2 separate regions of the Gossypium hirsutum genome follow, and region 1 is linked to region 2. A link is a contact called in public Hi-C data. All regions are on one chromosome and are shown on one strand. The core of a region is the stretch at or near the end of the contact, and the rest is flanking DNA. Distances in the headings are between cores, read along the strand shown. Region 1 holds the start of LOC107909697 (ARM REPEAT PROTEIN INTERACTING WITH ABF2). Region 2 has its middle 26 kb from the start of LOC107909699.

The links. A called contact is a pair of places that touch in the nucleus more often than the background predicts.
Region 1: a contact with region 2 is called in a Hi-C map of leaf, with 4 times the contacts expected there. The contact joins the promoter of LOC107909697 here to the enhancer-like site in region 2. A contact is called at or near these places in 3 of 34 Hi-C or Micro-C datasets (leaf and petal).

What each region holds. Positions count from the first base shown.
Region 1 is chrD02:60,348,604-60,352,431 of Gossypium_hirsutum_v2.1, reverse strand. LOC107909697 (ARM REPEAT PROTEIN INTERACTING WITH ABF2) reads right to left here and starts at 1,365. Exons shown (of 4, transcript XM_041088920.1): 1 at 230-1,365; 2 at 1-228. The coding sequence starts at 1,167.
Region 2 is chrD02:60,262,784-60,266,730 of Gossypium_hirsutum_v2.1, reverse strand. No RefSeq gene overlaps it. Among protein-coding and RNA genes, the nearest start is that of LOC107909699, 26 kb to the right of the region's middle. Within about 2 kb of position 1,255, at least 2 of the 9 cell types and tissues checked have an H3K27ac peak or open chromatin away from gene starts, as enhancers often do. A contact at or near this core is called in leaf, where this site is marked.

The sequences.
Region 1 (3,828 bases), core at 116-2,615, 86 kb before region 2:
TCAGTTATCCTCCTACTATTTGAAACACTGCCTTTAGCAAGCATCCATAAAGCTTCAGCACAATTAATTTTCAACTGAAGTTTAACTTCAGGCTTCTCATTTTCTCTTTCTTTCCTATGATTTCCTCCCCTACTACTCCCTTCCATATGCAAATTCGAGTAGGAGTTCGAATACGGTCTATAACTATAGTTTCTCGAAGTCGATCCAGCAGAAGAAAATTTCTGATCGAACTATAGAATGAATGCTTTGCTTACCCAACTGTGTCTTAGAATCTTCCACAAAAGTCTCGAACGATAACAAAGTGACCAACGGCCTAATCACATTCTCTCTGGCGAAATCCTCTTGAGCCACAGGGTCATGCTCCGCCATTCTCACCACTAGTTTTGCTACCGGAATTTGAACCTTCATAAGGGAATCTCCCAACACTTGAACCACAATTGGAACCCCCATTTCATCGACAATACTCCTAACTCTTTCCTGCTCGTTTGCTAAAACAAGAAGCGCATTAGCCGCTGCGATTTGGGCATCCGCTGAAGAGCTTTCTTTGAGAAGCTTTAACAAAGGAGGGATGCCGCCTTCTTCGACGGTTATCTTTTTGTTTCGGTCGTTGTCTCGAGCGATAGACGCGAGGTTATTAGCAGCTTCAATTCGATCGGTTAATTGGCCCATTTGGACGGTGGCGATGTAAGACCAAACCCAGGAAATAATCGGGTCGTTGCTAGCGATCGGGGGGAGGGAAAGGAAGATTCCGCTGGCAGTACCGTTGTTCTCGGTGTCGAGGACTCCCATGAGCCACTTCATGTCGCCGATGGAAGCGTCCAGAAGGTTCAACACTTTGCGGAAATCGGTGGCACTCGTGATCCTCACGACTCGACGCAAGATGCTCTGCCTCTTGCACTTTCGGACTAAGGTGAGGGCTCGCTCTAGATTCTTGGAGACCTCGGAGACTACCCGGCGAATCGGGCGTTCGTAGAGGGCTTGAACCGAGGTGGTGGAGCGGACCAGGGTTCGAAGCATTTGGGAAAGCCGATCTACTAGCTTCCCCACCTCCCCACAATCAACTTTAAACGACTCCGCCTCGTCCGCCGCCGCCCGAACTCGCTCAGCTAGCATAATCGGATACGAAAGCTCATCCTCGATTCTTTTCTCCTCCGCCGATCCCATCATCAACTCAATGAGTTAATACGTTTGGTGAGTCCTGGGCGAGTCAAGAAGTAGAAAATCAATCAGCCTTAGCTAGCTGCTACTGACGTTTCTTTTAGGAAGCTCCTCCTCTTCTAGGGAATTGTGCTGTTTTTTTTACACCATTATTGGTATCCCACTTTCCACGCAGCGCGTGAATGGAAAAACAACGATAATAGTAAATGATAATAATAACAAATTAAAATGCACCAAAAGAAGATGACGAGGAGTCAATTGATTAAGTTTTTTACATTTCGTAATAGGAAGGTGAAAAGCACTTGCTCGGAAGCATCACTTGAAAATTATTCCTTCCTTCCTTTTCATTTTCTTTTACTGGTTTCCGGTCAAAGCATTCTTTTCCATCTATTTTTAATTTATATTACTTTAATTTTCCAATTACTTTCGGACCATCTTAATTCATACTGCAACTCAACACATATTCTGATAATTAATACAACTGTAAGACAAGGGTTGGCGTCACATTTTTTAGCCCATATAGACAAAAATATAAAAGAATTATGAGACTGGAAAGAAAGAAAAAACCCTTAGCCGTTGACCCGATGATGTTGTAGAAAAGATAAACAGAGTGATGAAAATTTTGAATTGTTGACCACGCAATTTGTGTTCTATTTTCCGTGCTTAATTACTATTTTATTCATTAGTTTTCTAACAAGTGACTCAGACATTCCTTGACTAAGCAGCCCAACACCCCATCAAATTATTTGATGATGAAATCTATTGAGCAATCTTCTGCAATTAATAAAATAATTGCATTTTTAAGGGAAAAATGGAGTGATAATTTTTACGACCACCAATATACTCAGACAAGAACTATCATTATTATTCAGAGGTTCAAACTACATTACGATTCTTTAACAGTAAGATAGAAATGTTGATGCTTATTTTAGTACTAAATAATATGGGGCATATGGCTCAATTATTGGATCTTTGATGAAAATAATGTTGCTCACTGCTGAACTCCCTTTTGAACATATCAATTCAAAGGCTTAGCAATTATAATGTCTTGGATAGAGTTCGTTGACATATTATTTTCCTTACATGCATACATGGTGGGTAAAGTAGCATGGAGTTGTATGTAGTTAAAGTTTGATTGTATTTTGTTTTTTCTACTTAAAAATTAGATAAATTCATCTTTTTTATTAAAAAAAATTATTTATTTGTACTATTAAAAACTAGTATGAATGACGAAATAACTTGACAATGACATGTGTATGCCACGTATATCTCATACTGACGTATAAGAACCAATTTTTAGCAATAAAAATGAATGAAATTTATAACAAAAAGAATTACTTTGCTTTTTGATATAATGTATATAAACTAATTTGCCTCTTTTTTAATAGAGAAAGAAAAATGCAATCCAACTCTAAATACAAGGACTTTCATGATACTTTTATTATATACGATATTAATTTCTCATCAATTATGCATTCACATCTTATTCAATTTGTAAAATAAATTATAAAGCTCAATGAATTAATACGAACAATATCTTAGAAATAAGTGTTTATTTAGTATTATAGTTTATTCTAGTTTATAGTGATTGGGGTGTCATTGAGCTAACCCAAGCTCAAACAATAAGAAGCTCAAGTTCTATTAGATATTCAAGGGTTGAAGTTTGGCTAGCTCAAACTTGATACTAAGATTGAACTACTAACTTTGCTTAATTAGGCTTGTTGATTATGCGAAACCCCCTCCCCTCAATTCTCATGTTTGATTTCAAGTTGGATTATTTATGCTTTTTGAGTTAAAATTAACTTTTCAATACTAACTGCAATATGGGTCCACTTATTTAAGCTAGGCTAGATAATGGTCGATTGAATTCAAGTTATTATTCTTGTTGTCCATTTTTTTTATAGCTAAAGCTAAGTAATTTGCAAATGAAAATGATTTCTGTCCAAAATGTGCTTGGGTTTTGGGCATTTAAAAGCTCAAGTTTACTCTCATAGAATTTTAAAATAAAATTTTAATTTTTTTTCTCATGTAAAAGTATTACTTTTCTCTATAAAAGTATAATTATTATGTTTAACTTCCCAATATACCTAACTCAATACTCATTAGTTAACTTATTTATTTTTTATTTAAACCCCCCCCCCAAAAAAAAAGAAGAAGCATAATTTAAGAAAAATTGAAACTTAATGAAATTTATCTTCTGTACTATTAATTAATGAAATCCATTTCACCGAAATATTACACTGAATCTTAAATTGATCTATTAATCTGAAAATGGAGTGAACAAGTTCAATTCATATTTGATTTTTTTATTATATATTTTACCCATCATTTTAAAGTTTAATTCATATTAAATCATGAAATCTGCCCTTTTTCTTTCTTTCTTTTACATCCCTAATATTCTTTCTATATAAACCAAGTTTATTTTTCTCTACATCATAGCATGCAATGGTGGAGCCACACGTAAAATTGTGAGGTCAATTAATTTCATAATTTTTTAAAAAATTACTTTATAAAAAGTAATATAAGTAGTAAATTAAGTTATTAACCCAATAGCAATATTTTCTTTCAATATTCATAATTTTTTTCACAAAATTTTCTTATTCTCTCATACTCTCTCCATAATTTTTACAAGATAAATTATCAATATTTCAATACTTTTAAGTAGGTTTC
Region 2 (3,947 bases), core at 6-2,505:
CCAATAAAAGCCCTTTTTTTTAAAATTTACCGAAATGGGCCAACTATTTAATTATTTACCGGAATGGTCCATTTTCCGCGAAATCGCGTCCACGTCAGCGCGATGTCAGGGTACGGGCCAGGAAATCGCGTCCACATCAACGCGACTTGCTAACGTGGACGGAAATCGCGCCCTAGAGGACGCGATTTGCTGACGTGGCATGAACAGTTTATGTTTTTTAGCTTGAAAAAAATTGTAAGGCCATAACTTTTGGCTCGATTGTCCGATTGAGACGATTTATTTTATTTCGAATAACTTTTCGAGATCTACGCGCTGACAAACTTCTTAGAGATGAATAGGGACGAATTTGTAAAGTATAATTTGTTAGTTACGAGTTAGGGACTAAAGTGTAATTATTTCAAAATTAGCATGAAATTTTTGTATTTAAGAATATTTGAATGTCATGGAAGGATGAAATTGAATTTGAATTGAAAAACGAAGCTTAGATTTGAAAATATGACTATTTAGGTTTTTGGGACAAAATTGAATAAAATGGAAAATTTTAGGGAACTTCTCAAAAGTGGAATGAGCTGACTTATACCTATAACAGGATGATATAAGACAATTCTGTAAAAAAAGATCCGGTGTTTACTTCAAATAAATAAGGAAAATAATGATTTGAATGTTTCAAAATTCAATTTTAAACTGAAAAAATCAAAATTTAGGGGCAAAAAGGATCTTTTTCGACGAAAACTGTGGCAAACCGCCTTCGGCAATTTGTCAGCGTGTAGATCTCAAAAAGTTATTCGAAATAAAAAAAAATCGTCTCAATCGGACAACCGAGCCAAAAGTTATGGCCTTTCAAAGTTTTCCAAGCTTAAAAGCATAAACTGTTCATCCACGTCAGCAAATCGAGTCCTCGTAGGCGCGATTTGTGTCCACGTAAGCAAATCGCACTGACGTGGACGCGATGTTCTGACACGTACCCTGACATCGCGCTGACGTGGATGCGATTTCGTAGAAAAATGGTCAATTCCGGTAAATAATCAAAAAATTGACCCATTTCGATAAATTTAAAAAAAAAACTACTTTTTTTGATAAATTGCCCTCGATTTCCATCCCTCATTAATTCTGGTAGATATAATTATGGAGTATCATAAATGGGGTTGATCCCCCATGATATTGAAGTTAAAGCCCAGTCTAAATGTGTCCCCATGTGCCAAGGAATCAACCCATTCTTCAACAGTTTTAAAGTAATGCCCTGGAGAAAGTTAGAAAAACCCATAATCATGCAATGAATGCTGAACCAAAACTTCTTCTATCATATGAGCCTAAACTCCACATAATTTTATCAACTTCGAGTTCGGCTCTAATGGGCTTCTACCTTCACTCCTATAATTTACTTCAGTTGCTCATGTTTTTCATAAACTCATTGCATATTATTTTATTAATAGATAAATTTTTATTTTAGTCACTTAATTAAAAAGATACTATAATTTGATCATTATTGTTTTCAAAATTATTACTGTTTTCACTCAACCTTAAGTAGTTAATGATGACATTTTTTTAGTTAGTATAAGAATAATTTTAATCCTCAATTCTTCTTCTTTTTATTAATTTGACCTTGGTTTTATATAAAATAAAAAAAATTTAAAATTATTTAATAAAAACTAGATATTTCAATATAAAAATTAAATATAAAATTTCAAATGTATACTTCCTCGAAACCATATTAGCAATATTTTCAAACTGAGTTCCATGTTGTTGAAGAATTTCTTCCATAATTGATATTATAGAGACTTATGAAATCAACTCTAATATCATTTCTTTAACAAAAAAACACAAAATATATTACGAAATTTTCTTTTTCAGACTCAATTCAAAATTTCAATTAATTCAAATTTATCTTTTAAAACTCAAATCGTAAAAACAAATTATATTCTAATTTTTTTTCTTTTCTTATAAAAACCAAAGAAGTCAAAAATAGAGAACTACCAATTTTGCTTAATGTTTCTAATTTTTCTATTTTTAAAGAATGGGTATTCAATATTTTTATACAAATACTACAAAGAAATTTTGGAGGGTTTAAAAATAATTTTACCTCATTTTCTCTCACTTTATGAATTTTTTGAAATTTTATCTATTTTTATTTTTTTGAATTTTTATATTCTTCGGAACTTTCTAATTTTTTAAAAAAAATTCTATTTTTATCATTTTTATATAAAATCAAGATTAAATTGACAAAAAGTTTAAAAGCCGATAACTAAAATTGTTATAGTACCAACTAAAAAGTGCTCCTGTTAGCCACTAAACCGTCAGGTGATCAGAAAAACAATTTCAAAAAACGATAATGATCAAAATTGTAACTTTTTTTTTAATTAAGTGACAAAAAAACTTAACCATAATTAAAAGACTGATAGTATAGTTTGCTCAAATCTAAACATTAAGAGAACCAAAACCCTGTTAAAATTGTATCAACTTACAAATTTTTTAAATATATATTTTTTTAAATATTCAAATTCAATTCTACATTTTAGGTAATAGTAGAAACCCTTATACTAAGAGTTAGATTGCATTATGTCCCTTTTATTCAAAAAAATGAGCAAATTAATCCATATACGTTTAATCAAAGAGTAAACGGATCATTTTGTTAAAAAATGCATCCATATCTATTATTCAAAATAGGTCCCTCTACGTCAGCATGAGGTACACGTGGTACACACGTGTTACCAGGGGTGTATCCAGGGGCTGGCAGGGGCCCTAGCCCCCCTAAAATGGAAAATTTTCCTTTGAGTCATTTTTTATTTTTAAAATTTTAAATTAGTAAAGGTAAAATTACACTTTGACCCTCTTAAAATGATAAAATTTTGATTTAATCTTTTAAAAATTACATTTTTATTATTGTAAAAATTACAATTTAATTAATTTTATGAATTCTCCAAAAACCAACTTGCTTTTTAATTTAATAATAATTAACTTACTTCTTTTTAAAGTAGAATCACGTTTAGTACAAAAGCCTTCTATCATTTTTTTAACTAGAAATTTTTTTCTTTTCGAGGGAATGCTAGTTAGAGTTTTCTTTTATTTAATATATTGAACATTTAATTTGAAAGCTAATGTTGAACATCTGTATTTATTTTATTTTTGAAAGAACATCTAAGCTTTATTATAAGGGGATATTTGGATATATAAGTTCTCGTATTCAAATTTTTAATCAAACAGCCACATGAGGTTGGTGACAATTTTTTTTATTCATTTTAATCACATGAGGTTAGGGCATTGGAATATTTAAAGTTTATGAAAAACAGTTAAATTTAAATCAAAATTTGATCTAGTATAGTGTTATTTACGATTTTTTTTCTCCTGGTAAAGTGTTATTTAAGAACTAAATAAATTGTTTTATTATGTAAACTGTTCCTGTCATTTTTACTTTTAAATATGTTTAAGATAATTTAATAGAAAGTCAACTTTAGTTGAATAAAGTATCTCTGCTGAAAATAAAGTTTTATATTCTAATAAATGATTTACATATAATTAAATTAAACAGAAAAGAATCATTAAAATTTTAAAGTTGTTGATATCGTTGAAAAAGATAATTTATGTATTTGAGGAAGTGCCCACTTCTTGAAGCATTGCGATAGATTAGACAATTTTCATATTTAGGTGATTGTCAATTTATTGAACTGGATTTTTGGGTAATGCTGATATTATGGATTGTATCTAGCCCATCAATGAAAATTGTATCACTTGGGGAAACAGATTTGGAGAATCAGGTCAAGTCTTTCTAATCTCTCGGATCGAGGAAGTGGGATCAGATTTGAATGTTGGAGACTTAGCTACCAATAGTCTTTATTTACCTTGTTTGTTATTATTATATTGTATTCAATTGGTTTAGCTATTGTTTAATAGAGATTGATATAGATATTCATTATGTTAGTAAGTCTCGAAAAACTTTATATAATTGAGAG